3 separate regions of the Mus musculus genome follow, and all the other regions are linked to region 2. A link is a contact called in public promoter capture Hi-C data. All regions are on one chromosome and are shown on one strand. Each heading gives the region's core, a stretch centred on a gene start, on an enhancer-like site or on the middle of the called end of the contact. The rest is flanking DNA. Distances are from core to core; before and after follow the strand shown. Region 1 holds the start of Nagpa (N-acetylglucosamine-1-phosphodiester alpha-N-acetylglucosaminidase). Region 2 holds the start of Olfr15 (olfactory receptor 15). Region 3 holds the start of Rogdi (rogdi homolog).

Region 1 (4,523 bases), core at 1,942-4,441, 1.4 Mb after region 2:
GGGAGTGCCTGCACACCCAAGTTGTTAGGATTTAACCAGTGGTTTCTGGATGGGAGGTATAGGGAGGGTGGACTCATGGCTCTGCATTTATGACAAACTCCTAGGCCATGTGGAGGCCACCATACAGCAAATCTGCAGCACTTTCCTCATACCTGTGCTTCTGGTCCCCACCGGTCCCCTTTCTCCTGTTTCTTTCTTGGCACTTGTCACAATTTTCCAGCTTATTGCCAAGGATTCTCCTTCTATATTCTACATAAGACTGAATCCCTAGGACTCTCACCATAGTGCTAAACAGTAAATAGCTGCTCAGTAAATGTTTGGGAACACTAAAGAATAACCCACTCACACTGTTCCTGGGTCTGAAGAAAGCTGATGCTGAGGGCTGGGAAAGTGGCTCAGTGGGTAAAGTGCCTCCCATCACACTTAACAGTCTGAGTTCAATACTCAGGACTCACATGGCGAAAGGAAAGGAGCATGCATGCACCCGCTGCATGCACAAAATAAACAAATCAAAACCTAATACAAATAAAACAGAACACCTGTGCTTCCTGACCTGTCTCCTGTGTCTCGTCACACTCGATGGCTTGGCTCTCGTTGATGTAGATGTTTCCATTGCGGATGAGCCACACGACTCCGCTCAGCAGCTGCACGAACGGATTCACGGGATCCAGAACCTCCTCCTCAGACAGGTACCTGGAAGCGGGGAGGCAGGAGGTTCACTCATTGGCAAGAGCAGCTTTGGGTACCAGGGGCTTCTTGATGCTCATTTTTCTACAGTCTTCCTGATCCTGAAATTAGCATCTGTTAGACTCTACTGCCCTGGCTGCTTAAGCAAAAGTCAAACAGCCAACTAGACAAAGCGTCTGTCAGCACCAGCCGCCTGGAGCTCCACAGACACTTGGAGACAACCACACAAAGACTTCAGGTTCCCGAAGGCATAACCTCAGCCAGGCCGTTTGAAATGGTTTGTGCCAGATGACACTGCAACTATTCCTACCTTGGCCAAGAGAGCATATCCCCTGATAGTCTAGGAGGACTTTGTTGTGATGCATGCTAAAGAGGCAAGGCTGTGATTGGTGCAAACACAAACCTTCATTTGCACTGGAGGTGTGCTGTGATTGGCACTGACACCCCTTCTTTGGATATATAGGCAGGTGTTCAGTTAGTTCAGTTGGAGTGTGAGCTGGAAGATGCTCTCCTGTGTGCCTACACAGGAAATAAAATTCCTCCTGAGCTATAGCTATGACACAATGAAAGAACCTTCTTCTCTTGCCATCTTTAGTAACATGTGCTGACCTCATAATAAAAGAAGTAGCAGTGAGCTACACATGGACAGGATAGGCAGCTGTTTGGCAGTTAACAAGGGAGGATGGGCTGGAAAGACAGAGCATTGGGTAAAAGCCTTCCCACCACACATGTGAACCTGCGTTCAGATCCTCAGCACCCATGAGAAAGCTGGCTGGAACAGCACACACTGTAGCCTTAGTGCTGGGGTGGGGTGGACAGAGGGAAGCAGGAGGGCCCTGGGGTTTGCCGGCCAGCCAGGTTAACTGAACCAGTGATCTCTAGATTCAGATTTTGTGTTAGAAAATAAGATGGAGGAAAAGAGAATAGAAGACATTTGAAATCAAACTCTGGTCTCCCCTCAGGCACACACAGATGCACACACATTTAAAAAAAAAAAGTAGGAGGTGAGCAGGTCAGTGGACCATTGTAAAGGAGCAATAGGGGTACTGAGACAGTGATCATGACAACAAGTCTGGAAGGGAGTCCAAGAGAGGAGCAAGGGAGATGGCTGGAATGTAGAGAGGTTGAAGGACAGAGCCAGGGAAGAGAAACTGCAGGCGCTGGTCACTGGCAGAAGTTTTAGGATCTGTGAAAACCTAAGATCAACAGTGGTGACACTGGCTGATGTTGAAGGATGAAGAACCAGATACATGGGCAGGCCCAGAAATTGCAACCAAGGGCTGAGAAGAGTTGGGGAAAGCCCACTTCCCAGCCTTGGCAAAAAACGGAACCTTGGAAGAGAACTGGAACACCAGATGGCGCTACCTTCTACTCCTGCCTGCCTGCTGTCAACTCTGGCTGCTGTCAAATTTCAAGAAACACAGAAACTTCCAAAGGCTGCCCTCAACAAGCTCCTTGTCTAACCTGGATTTTTATCAGGACAGCAAAAGGCCTCCAGCTAGCTGTCTGGGACTGCTCCATAAACTCTACACTATTTCCAATTGGTTCCATGGCTTCGTTGAACACGAAATGTTTCTCTAATACTACACAAAGTTCACTAGGGCACAAACTGTGTTCAGGCTCACGGTCGCCTCCCCAAGTCCCCACACACGGCCTGATCACAGATTATTCAGTGGCACATGAATAAACTTAAAGGAAGGAAGGTGTCAGCGTCATTACTCGGAAGAAGAAAGACAGGAAGTTTGGTTAGGGACCTGGACTCGGAGGCATGGCTCTGAAAGAACATCAGAGACCCTTTGCCCTCTACAGCCCCGGGGCTCCCTGCCTCCTCACCCGGTGACTATGGTTCCATCGCGTCGGATACCGAACTGCGCGTTCTGCAGTCCCCCTGAGCTGCTCACCAGCCGCCCGTCGCTCACCACGTTCCCCAAGCACTCGCCAGTGCTCATGCGGAAGAAGCCACCGTTCTGAGCGATGCGGCAACCGGCCGGGACGGCTGTGTCCTCCACAGTAGCGCGGCGCTTCTGCGCGCAGCCCCCGGCTCCTCCGGGCTCCAGCACCGAGAAAGTGCGTAGGGGATCGGCGACCCGCGTCAGGTGGCCGGCCACCGCGCGCCCCTCGAAGTGCGACACGAAGGTGCGCACGGCCGCGTGGTGGCTGGCGCCGGGGTTCGTGGGTGGCGGAGGCCAGCTCTCCTGCTCTGGGCTACCTGAGCGCACCCGGGCGCAGTCTCGCGAGGGACGTCTGCGCGCTAGTGGGTAAGGCAGCAGCAGGTCATCGTCGCGGGAAACCCTGCAGGGACGGGGCGATCGTGAGGTCGGAGGGCTGTGCCTGAGAGCGCTCAGGAAAGGTGGACCCCAGCCAGGCTGGCCCCGGCGGCTGCACTCACCCGAAGCTTAGGCTGCACCACGCCACCCCGAGTAAGCCGAGCAGCGCGGGTATGAGGAACAGCCCGGGCCCCCTGGGCGCCGCCATATTGGATTGGTGCTCCGGTCACGTGGGCTCGCCCCACGTGATTCCAGGCCAGGCTGTTGGGTGCTTTGATTACGCATTCGAATTCCATCAGAGAGGGTAAGGCTGGAAGGGAGATAGATAGCTTTTTATTCTCATATTATGTCAAACTTACAGAAAATTGCAAGAACAGATGCTGGGCCTGTGTAAGTCTGTACAGAACTTGCTTCTCGTGCTTAAAGCCCTAGTTCCTTCTGTGTTGCACAAACCAGAAGTGGTGGCCCACGCCACAACCCCAGCATTCAGCAGAGGCAGGAGAATCGGAAGTTAAGAGGTTGGCTATTCTTGGCTAGTTAGTTAGTTTGAGACCAGTCTGGACTACTTGAGACTTTATCTGAAAGACAAGAAGAGGAAAAGGAGCCTAGGGGGTAAGAGGAGGAAAAGATGGAGGAGGAGGAAGAGGAACTTTTAAGAGTGAAGCTCGAGGCCAGCCTGGTCTACAGAGTGAGTTCCAGGACAGCCAGGGCTACACAGAGAAACCTTGTCTCGAAAAACAAAACAAACGAGAGAGAGAGAGAGAGAGAGAGAGAGAGAGAGGCTTGCAGCCCACTCGTGGTGGTGCACACCTTTCATCCTAGCATTTGCTAGACCTGTCTGACTGGATTAACTCTTGTGTTTTGGGTAGCTTGGTTTATCTTCGTTTTTGTTTAATTTTATTTTTGAAGCAGGGTCTCTGATTTATAGGTAGGCTGGCTTGAAATTCAGTGTGTAGACTGGTCTAGAGCCTCTTGCTTCTACCTAATCCCCAAGTGATGGGATTAAAGGCACAGGTCCCCAACCTGGCCCTGTTTTGGGTATCTTAGAATGACAGGTCTCCACTCTTTCCTCCTCTTGACCAGAAGAAACTAGTTTTCCTCTAGGATATAGGAACGACTGGCGAGATGGCACAGCACATAAATGAACTCGCTGTGCAACCTGAGATGAAGACCCTGAACCCATGGAGAGGAGGAAGAAGAGAATTGGCTGTAGAAAGTCTGATCTACATGTGTGCACCACTGCCTATGCACCCACTTGTATCTCACACACAGACCATAATAACTGACTGACTCAAGCTTTCAGGTGACAAGTGTCCTGTGTTATAGTAAGTCCCGAGCCTGGGATCCTCCTGGCGAGTGTCCCCTTGAAGCACGGCTTGTGCTTCAGTGCTGCCTGTCAGAGGCTGCTCTTCTTAGGGCTTACCCAAAGGCAGAGCCCAACGCAAAGTCCAGTTCCTGACCTCCTCAGGGGCATTGTCAATCTAGTAGGTGCCAGGGATTTGAATAGGTTTAAGCCCCTTTCTGTCTACAGTGAGCAGTGTGTGTGCTTGAAACCAGAGCCATGCTTCT
Region 2 (4,438 bases), core at 1,719-4,218:
TTGTTTTGTTTTTTCTGAAGCAAAAGCAGTAAGTTCAATAGGCATCTAACTCCTTATTATTTTCTAAGGTTCAGTAACCCCACCAGGTGCCCGTTTACATTTCTTCCTGCATGTTCTCAGCCTTTGTGGTCAAGAGTGCCAGACATTAAGTTCTGAGAAAAAAAAAATCCTATAAAAGCAATTTTCATTCCTCAAGGGGCACAATGCAGGTTTGCACCGTGCAGCACAATAAGCCTTGAGCTGTTTCCTAGTTGTGTTCCCATGTGCCTTAGTCTTACAATATGGGCCTGTTCTCCTCATATACTCCCCAAAGGAAGGTCCTTATATCTTACTCTTTTCCCATGTGCCTTAGTCTTACAATATGGGTCTGTTCTCCTCATACACTTCCCCAAGGGGAGGTCTGGACATATTACTCTTTTTCCAGTATGCCGTACCATCCTAATTCCTTCAATGTATGTTCCTGTGTATGGCAGAGGGGATCAAACCAGTCTAACTTAATAGAATCTGCTCCTCATGGGGCACACCAGATCTTGCCATTCATCCTGTAAGTCTTGTACCCAGGGAGTTAATTGTGGTTGTGGGCACTGTTCTATACTTATTAACTGACTTCTTCTTCTTCTTCTTCTTCTTCTTCTTCTTCTTCTTCTTCTTCTTCTTCTTCTTCTTTTGACAGGGTTTCTCTGTGTAGCCCTGGCTGTCCTGGACTATGTAGACCAGGCTGGCCTTGAACTCAAAAATCCACCTGCCTCTCCCTCCCAAGTGCTGGGATTAAAGGCGTGCACCACCACACCCGGCTTAACTGAACTCTTGCCATCAACTGCCAAGTCCTCAGACTCTGGGTCTGGGTCCATTGTTTTCTCTTTGTTGTGTGCTTCATCCTTGGGGCTAGTTGTATCCAAGAGTAAGCCGCAGGTCTCAGAAAATATGGTAGTGTGACTGAGAAGAAATGACACCCAAAAGTTGTCCTCTAGCCTCCAGATACGTGCACACATGCACCTGCACATACACTCATATACATAAAATCCTCTTGAAGTTCTGTGTGGATTCTAGCATCAGGATTACCAATATTTTGCTATATGTGGATTAAAAAGGACAGTTTCAATCTTTAGTCAAGTGGCCCTTGACAGTTGCAATAAAAGCCCCTAAGCTCACCTACACACTTCCCTGGTTAGGCCAGTAGCTGAAGTTCCCATGGAACAGACAGGCCACAGTTCAGAGAAACGACAGAATTCTCTCCCAACTGTTGGTTTCTAGGTGACCCATGAATTATTTACTGTTTAGATCCTTTTAATTAGTAGGCAAAAGAAGAGAAAAGATCTTGGTTTTCTTATATTTAGAAATAGCAGTCTTGTGGGTAAAGTGCTTGTCACACAAGTCTGAGGACCTGAGTTCAATCCACGGCACCTACATAAAAAGGCAGCTGTGGTGGTATGAAGAAGTTAGATGTGACAGTACACCTTGTCATCCCAAGACTGGACAGGGAAAACATGTGGGGCTAACCAAGAAACCCTAGGTTACCATAAGAGACCCTGATTAAAAAAGCAAAGAGTACCACTTCTGAGGAATAACACTTAAGGCTGACTTCTGTGCACACACACACTGCCCAAGGAGATGTTAATTGGCTGTTATTGACAAGAGTGTGTTTGCTGCTTTGAGAATGTTAAGAATGATTCCTTGGTTTAGCAGTAAACACAGTAGACTTCAAATTATCAGGTATATTTTAATTTCCCTTACTATGGACACATGTAGATTGATTTAACTTCCTTACAGAAAATCCACTTATATATTTCACACATTTGACTTAAGCTTTTTTGGCATGTGTTTATTTGTTCTATATTCACCTTCTTCACTGACAAATTCATGCTTTTTGTGTATGGTGAATATTCAGTATTCTCGTTAGTTTTTTAAATTATTTTGGGTGTGTATGTTTTACCTGCGTGTATATATGTGTGCTGCATGTATGCAGTGCCCATGGAGGGCAGAAGAAAGCATCAGATCTATCAGAGTTTGAGTTGCAGACAGTTGTGAGCCTCCAGGTGGCTGCTGGGAACTGGACCTTGGTCCTCTGGAAGAGCAACCAATGCTCTCAATGGCTGAACATCTCTCCAGCTCCTACCATCTCTCTTTTTTTTTTTTTTTTTTTTGAGATCCGATAGACACATGATGATCTTTCCAGACCAGGAGTTTTAATTTGAGAAGAGAGGACTATAAAAGACAGAGAAAAGGAATTTCTTTAAAGATTATTTATTTTAAAGATTATTTATTTTGATGGTCATGGTGCCACATGGCTTTAATCTCAATACTCAGAAAACAGAGCAGGTGGGATCTCTGTTAAGGCTAGCTTGGTCTACACAGCAACTTCCAGTCTGCCTAGGGCTGTATAATGACAGACTGTCCAAAAAAAAAAAAAAAAGACTTTATTTTAAATCATGTAGGCATGAATTTTGGGTGGTATGTTCACATATGTGCAGTTGCCAGAAGTGCATGTCAGATTCCCTGGAACTGGACTTATAGGCTATTGTGAGATAAGGGCGCTGAAATCCAAAGTTGGAATCTCTGCAAGAGCATTCTGTGCTCTTAAATGTTGAGCCATCCTTTCAAGCCTGAGAAAGAAATCTATCAGTAACTTCCGGGGAGATTTTCCAAATTCACTGTGTGTTTCCCTCTTAGAGCAAAAGAAAACTTGGCTGAGGAAATTGGTGTTTTGAGAAGGTATCTGATCTAACCTGCCCCTCTGACCTGTTGCCCTAGCTGTTGTCTGTCCTCACAAGGCACTCCCTTCATCTCTGTGCTAGGTCCCTTTTGACATCCCAGCTCAACTGACAACCAGGGCTTGCATGAAAGCTCGTGGCCAGGAAGGGTGGACTGGGCTTTAGCTGCGGAGCCTGAGGTGCACTTTGGATGCAGGTTTAGCAGTAGCTGCCTCTTCCCTTGCCTGAGCAAACTTCAGTGACTGAGGCAGCCGGTGATGGAGGTGGACAGCAACAGCTCCTCTGGGAGCTTCATTCTGATGGGTGTCTCTGACCATCCCCATCTGGAGATCATCTTTTTTGCTGTCATCCTGGCCTCTTACTTGTTGACGCTGGTTGGGAACTTGACCATCATCCTGCTTTCGCGCCTTGATGCTCGGCTCCACACACCCATGTACTTCTTCCTCAGCAACCTCTCCTCTCTAGACCTTGCCTTTACTACCAGTTCAGTCCCTCAGATGCTGAAAAATTTATGGGGGCCAGACAAGACAATCAGCTATGGTGGGTGTGTAACTCAACTCTATGTTTTCCTTTGGCTGGGGGCTACTGAGTGCATACTGCTCGTGGTGATGGCATTTGATCGGTATGTGGCAGTTTGTCGGCCCCTGCACTACATGACCGTCATGAATCCTCGCCTCTGCTGGGGGCTGGCTGCTATTAGCTGGTTGGGTGGCTTAGGCAACTCCGTGATTCAGTCAACATTCACTCTCCAGCTCCCATTTTGCGGACACCGAAAAGTGGACAACTTCCTGTGTGAGGTACCCGCCATGATTAAATTGGCCTGTGGAGACACAAGTCTCAATGAGGCGGTGCTCAATGGTGTTTGTACCTTCTTCACTGTGGTCCCAGTAAGCGTCATCCTGGTCTCTTACTGCTTCATTGCTCAGGCAGTGATGAAGATCCGCTCTGTGGAGGGACGTCGAAAGGCTTTCAATACGTGTGTCTCCCACTTGGTGGTAGTGTTTCTCTTCTATGGCTCTGCGATCTATGGGTATCTGCTTCCAGCTAAGAGCAGTAATCAAAGCCAAGGAAAATTCATTTCTCTCTTCTACTCTGTGGTCACACCCATGGTGAATCCGCTCATCTATACTCTAAGAAACAAAGAAGTGAAGGGGGCCCTGGGAAGATTGCTGGGGAAAGGAAGAGGAGCCAGCTGAGGACAGCACAATCGTCTTCATTTCTTATTGCCTCTCCACCTTGCATTCTGTTTTCTTATGAGAAGTTCTGTCTTCAGTAAAGCCAATGCATATTCCTGACAATTCTACACATTTGGAAGATGGTTAGTGTTACTTGAGACATTCTTTGTTTATTTTCCAGAAATACGACTGTGGACCACAGGTAACAGGGCAGATATGTATCGTTGTAGGTCCAGAGACTATTGACCTACAACAGATCCATTTCAGTGTCCCTGACTCTGAGGTCCACATTATGTGTTATAGCATAATTCTGATGAATTTTTTTTACTTCCTAAGGAAAGAAACGTGAAGTTTCTTGTATAATTTTCTGTAATTCCATGAATTGACACCACACGTTATCAACTTCAGATGAAAATAGAATTCATCTTGGTATCTTAGCCATCCACCATCGTGTTCCGGTTCTCTGTCTCTTCTTAGTACTACATACAGGCTAACTATTCATGCTTCCCATCTCCTTCTCACCTGATTATCCTTTTCTGTATGTCTGCATCC
Region 3 (4,770 bases), core at 1,278-3,777, 1.2 Mb after region 2:
TCCCAGAACATGGGGCCCACTTGAGAGGCTAAGCTCCCAGGAGAAGGTGGTGCCATCTGTGGTCTTGACCACCTCCAAAGCTGGAGTATTTGAACCTGGATGGCCAGGACAATCATGGCAGCCAAGGCATGCTGGCTCTTGCCCCTGTGTAAGTCACTGCTCAAAAGATAAGCCCTAGTACACCCATAAGGTAAGTGTACGAGGCTCAAGGGCAGAAACAAGCGTGCCCAGGTGCCCAGGGAGAGCAAGGAGGGGGACCTGTAAACCAGCTTCAGATCAGGGTGTGTGTGCGTGTGCCCATGTGTGTCACATGGCCTGTGGGTAGGCAGAAAGCTTGTGGTTGATTCACAGTACATGGGAAGCCCCTGTTAAGTGACATTCAAAGGGACCTTCAGCTGTCCTAACATGGCCAGAGTCGCAAAACTAGGGCTGGTTTCACATCCCTAATGTGGAGCAGACTCTGCCCCCCCCTACCCCCAATTCTGCTATATTTGCTGTGGTCGCAAAGTCCCCACTGCAAGACTTGTCCAGGGAGGCCTTGGCTCGGGCCTGCCTTGGGCCGCCCAGGCTGAGTGCTGGACCTCACCTGCTGCAGCTTCCACTGCTTGTCTTCCCGGAAGGCCAAGTGCAACAACTGGTTGTTCCGAGGCATCTTCAGGTTCACATCCTGTGAGCCAGCAATGCAGTGGGGGGATGGCTGAGGCCCTAGGCGCCTCAGCCAGCCAGGAGGGAGATAAAGAGGAATGTCAAGAAATAGGAACTCAGACCCAGGAAGAACCACAAAGTGGTGGTGGTGGTGGTGGTGGGGGGGGGGGCGAGAGAAGCTGAGAAAGGGGAAGAGCTGGACAGGAGGTAGTGGTGTAGTCTGAACCGTGGGGACGGGCTGTCCCCCAGGGCCTTTGAGGCCTTAGATCAGAGGGTGGTGGCTCATTCAACTTTGATGCGGGGCCAGCCTGCCTAGGCTTCCAAAGTTTGTATTTCACAGGGTCCAGATGCCAGGCTGAACTAAGTGTAATGCCATCAGGTTCTTGTCCTTCCCCTCCTGGGATCTAAAGCCTATCTCATGAGGTAGTGTGAGGGTTGCCTGTGACATTACAGACATACAAGGAAACAGGTCAGAGACAACAAGGGTCAGAGCCAGGGTCACAGAGCTAGCTGGTGGCAGAGCTAAGCCATCACCATCCTTGTCACCAGCTGGACTGTTGGGGGACTCACCGCTTGGCTGAGGGCATCCCCTTGCAGAGTCAGAGTCCCTTTCACCTGGTCTGTGCTGTAACACACACGAGTCAGAGGAGCGCCTGCTACTGCTCCCTCCCCTTGCAGGCTGCCCCACCGTACCCTGGGCATTTCCTCCCCCCAGGTGTACACCCCTTCCAAAGGCTCCTGCCCAACCCAGCTCACCCACAGCTGCCCAGGATGAAGTTCTCCTGCTTGGCAGGGCCCTCGGTGCTGGGGCCTGGGAGAGTGAAGCGGAGAGAGGCCTCCTGTGGAAGACAGCGCAGTCCCAACACCTCACCTCAGTCTGGCCAGTGTTCCATTCCAAGGCCTGGATACTTTGCCAGGTTAGCAGGGGAAGGGACGAGGAGGGCAGGCCTGACCTGGCCCCTCTGCCTCTGCCCTACTAAACCTCCAAGATTTTATGAGCTCAGACCCGTTCATTCCAGTCCTGAGTATATCATGAGCAGCCAGGTGGAACACAGAACAGAGAGGCACAGTGCCTAGAAAGCTGGAGTGCTGTGATATGTGTGGGGAGCAGAGTCCCCGAATCAGACAATCAGTAGTCACAGTAACAGGCTTTGCTAGGTTACTGTCCTAGGCATTCTGTGAGATAGTTTATTTATCTTCACAAACAGACGTGTGAGCCTGGTTAGGGTAAGGGAACAGGCTCAGAAATCCGGGTAACTTGGCTGAGATCACTTCAGAGCTCGGATTATCAGTGTTGTTTTGAGACTGTTTTGTTTGAGACAGTGTTTCACAATGGAGCCTAAGGCTGGCTTCTAACTCATGAACCTCTAGCCTCACTCTTCCGAGTGCTGAAATCACAAGCTTTCACCACTACCCTGCTTGCTCACAGATAAATGTCAGTTTCGAAGATAGTTCACACTCAAGACCTGGTGCCCACTGCTTGTGTAATTACATGCCAGCATGTCTGCGTCTGAACTGTACTCTCAGAAGTGGGTATCTGCACGGGTCACGCTCAGCATCTGCTGTGTGCGATTGGCAGGACCCGGTGGATAGGAAGGATGGCAGGCCGGGCGGGACCAGCGGGAGCGTTACCTTGAGGATGTCCTGCAGCTGTCTCAGCACGGCGTGCACCTCAGCGTGCAGTAACCAGCGAAACTCCTCCTCCTGCGGACAGCGCGGCGTCAAACCCATCCCATCCCCGCCGCCGGTCGGCTGGCCGCCCGCCGCCCCCTGCCCGCCGAGCGCGTCCCACCAGTACTGCCCGCTCCGCGGCGCTCGCAGCCATCGCGGTCGCCATCCTCCTAGCCGCGCACCGTCTCTGAGGTCTGTAGTCAGGAGCTTGGCGCGCAACGCCCGCCCCTTTTTCGCCTCCTCCCGTGACCGATTGGCAAATAGGGCACAAGCTCCGCCCTCAAGCCGGCTACGCCTCAAGCGACTGGCTGTAGCTTCTAGTCCTGGCTGGTGAGTGGCTAGACGGATAGGCCACGCCTCGCCTTCTATCCGCCCGCCTCAATCCCTGTTTTTCAGCAGGGACCCGGGCTTTGGCCACCACTGATTGGTCGGCGGGGCCGTCCATCAAGTTATTCCAGTATTGTCCGGCTAGATGGAGCCCGCCCAGGGTTCCACCGGGAAAGAATCAGGTGAGTTGGCTCCTACCTAGGTCCCCCTAGCATTTGGGTACAATGATACAGTTATGGTACCAAGAAATGTTTTATTTTTTTTTCTTGCAGTAGCTTTGTTAATTGCACAAAATCATGTTTTGTTTTTTTGCCATTTAAACATTATCACACAATCCTATTCTGAAAGACAAATGTTCATTAAAAACAAAGTGAAAATAAAAATTCACAACCGTAATCACCTAGATCTGTCATTTCAAGGAAAAGCGGGAGTAGGGGCTTTCTTACAAGCATTTCCACAGTGTCACATTTTCTCCATAAAAGGAAAGGGTTTCAAAATGAAAGGTGAAATAGCTTAAACAGAAATAGTCATAAAAAGGAACTTTACAGAATTGTCAACAATATTAAGACAACATTGACTAACCGGTTTTCTTACAGCATCTTCCCCACCCCCAGCCCCCAGGACCAAGACAGGCTGTGTCCAGACAGAAACTGTTCAGCATCCCAGTGAATGGACAATTGCACTGAACTCCACAAGCATCCCCTGCCCCGTGCCCATGTCCTGAGATCCTTATCCCAGATGGAAAAGTTAAATCGTGGCTTTGAAAATCCAAACTCATGAGGAGGAAGGCTTCCTCGGGTGATTCCTCTCGTGTGACATTCTAAGCCTCTCTGGTCCCCTCTTCAAGGAGAAATGCTTCAAGTCCCAAAAAACCCAGAACTTGGAACCACTGGCAGAAGTAAGGTTCCTCATCAAAAGCCCAGCCTAGGAAATGCTCATCTAGGAAATGCTTATTATTGGTGTTGATCAGGCTGGGGCTGGGTCAAAAGAGGATGGGACAGAAATATCTCCATGGAAGGAAAAGGGGAAGAGGGACATGCAGGGGACCTGTGTAGAGCAGGCTGAACAGGTAGCCCAGCTCAAGAGCCTGGCGTAATGGAAACAGGAAGGAGCCGCCCATACACTTCACTGCTCCCAAGGCCCTTACGGCCCCTTCCCTTGGGCTGGAATGCAAATCCAAATGAAACCTCCTGGGAGGAACAGGCTCAGGACAGAAGACTGTAGACTCTGCTCCCCCTGAAGAGGGGTCTATGTGGCTATGCTGGTCTCTCTTCAGTTCACAGAGACACTCTGGGAGCTGCGGTGTAATGGTAGTGTCTACAGGAAAATCCTCCTCAGCTGGTGATCCACAGAGCCTCCTCAGGGAATCTGTTGGTTCATGATGGCTGAGGGGCCTCTCCTTTCAGGGGCCCAGTGGGGGCCAGTCTCTGTCCTGGGGAAGTTGAAAGCTTCCAGTGCTCCCTGTCAATTCTAGTCCCTCCAGTCTCTTGACCAGAAGGGGGCTAAGCTTGCAAGAACAGCCAGGCAGCAGTTTCTGGGTAGCTTCTATCCTGGGTGTGTGTGTGACAGAGACAGAGAACACAGAGGAACAGAGAGAATCCACAACCTCCTGCTCCAGGGTCAATCAAGGCCCAGCTCAAGAGCTTCTTCACAGCCACCAGGAGAGATAGATCCTCTTATCCCTGGCCAGGGCCTCAGGGAGACAGGGTGCTGCTGTGTACTGTGCTGATGCAAGTTTCAAAGTCTGTATAAAAGGAAATGGAGACAGGTGACTGGTCCAGAGCTAGTCCCAGAACCCTGACCCCACACTGGGAGGGGAGGTCAGAGGGAAGATGGGAGGGTAGATGGGCAGGCAAGGCTTAGTGTATGTAGGCTCGGTACACGGCAGACATATCATTGTCAGACTGGTCCAGTGCCTTGGCTCTTTTGTATACCTGAAAAAAAAAAATAAAAGAGGTAGAGGTTGGTCTCTAGCTACAGAGCTACTATGTGGTAGAGCCCTGATTCCTGGAGCCATTTCCAGATGGTTCTAGCCTGTTGCTTAGCAGGCAGGACCTAGAGCTTGAGATATGTGGGTATGAATACTGGCTTGATGTGGAGCAGATGGCCTAGCCTGTGGGCTTCTGC

What was found. Promoter capture Hi-C pulls out the DNA fragments that hold promoters and counts their contacts.
Region 1: a contact with region 2 is called in a promoter capture Hi-C map of liver, with 5 times the contacts expected there. The contact joins the promoter of Nagpa here to the promoter of Olfr15 in region 2. A contact is called at or near these places in 3 of 39 promoter capture datasets (frontonasal cranial neural crest, liver and maxillary cranial neural crest) and 2 of 9 other capture datasets (liver and macrophages).
Region 3: a promoter capture Hi-C map of pre-B cells shows a contact between it and region 2, with 4 times the contacts expected there. The contact joins the promoter of Rogdi here to the promoter of Olfr15 in region 2. A contact is called at or near these places in 2 of 39 promoter capture datasets (liver and pre-B cells).

What each region holds. Positions count from the first base shown.
Region 1 is chr16:5,200,821-5,205,343 of GRCm38.p6, forward strand. It overlaps Nagpa (N-acetylglucosamine-1-phosphodiester alpha-N-acetylglucosaminidase), which reads right to left and starts at 3,192. Exons shown (of 10, transcript NM_013796.3): 1 at 3,077-3,192; 2 at 2,521-2,979; 3 at 554-693. The coding sequence starts at 3,162.
Region 2 is chr16:3,836,007-3,840,444 of GRCm38.p6, forward strand. It overlaps Olfr15 (olfactory receptor 15), which reads left to right and starts at 2,969. Exons shown (of 1, transcript NM_008762.2): 1 at 2,969-3,907. The coding sequence starts at 2,969. The coding sequence ends at 3,907.
Region 3 is chr16:5,011,026-5,015,795 of GRCm38.p6, forward strand. Rogdi (rogdi homolog) reads right to left here and starts at 2,528. Exons shown (of 11, transcript NM_133185.2): 1 at 2,438-2,528; 2 at 2,278-2,349; 3 at 1,402-1,484; 4 at 1,216-1,270; 5 at 587-667. The coding sequence starts at 2,482. It overlaps Glyr1 (glyoxylate reductase 1 homolog (Arabidopsis)), which reads right to left. Exons shown (of 16, transcript NM_001079814.1): 16 at 2,877-4,577. The coding sequence ends at 4,503.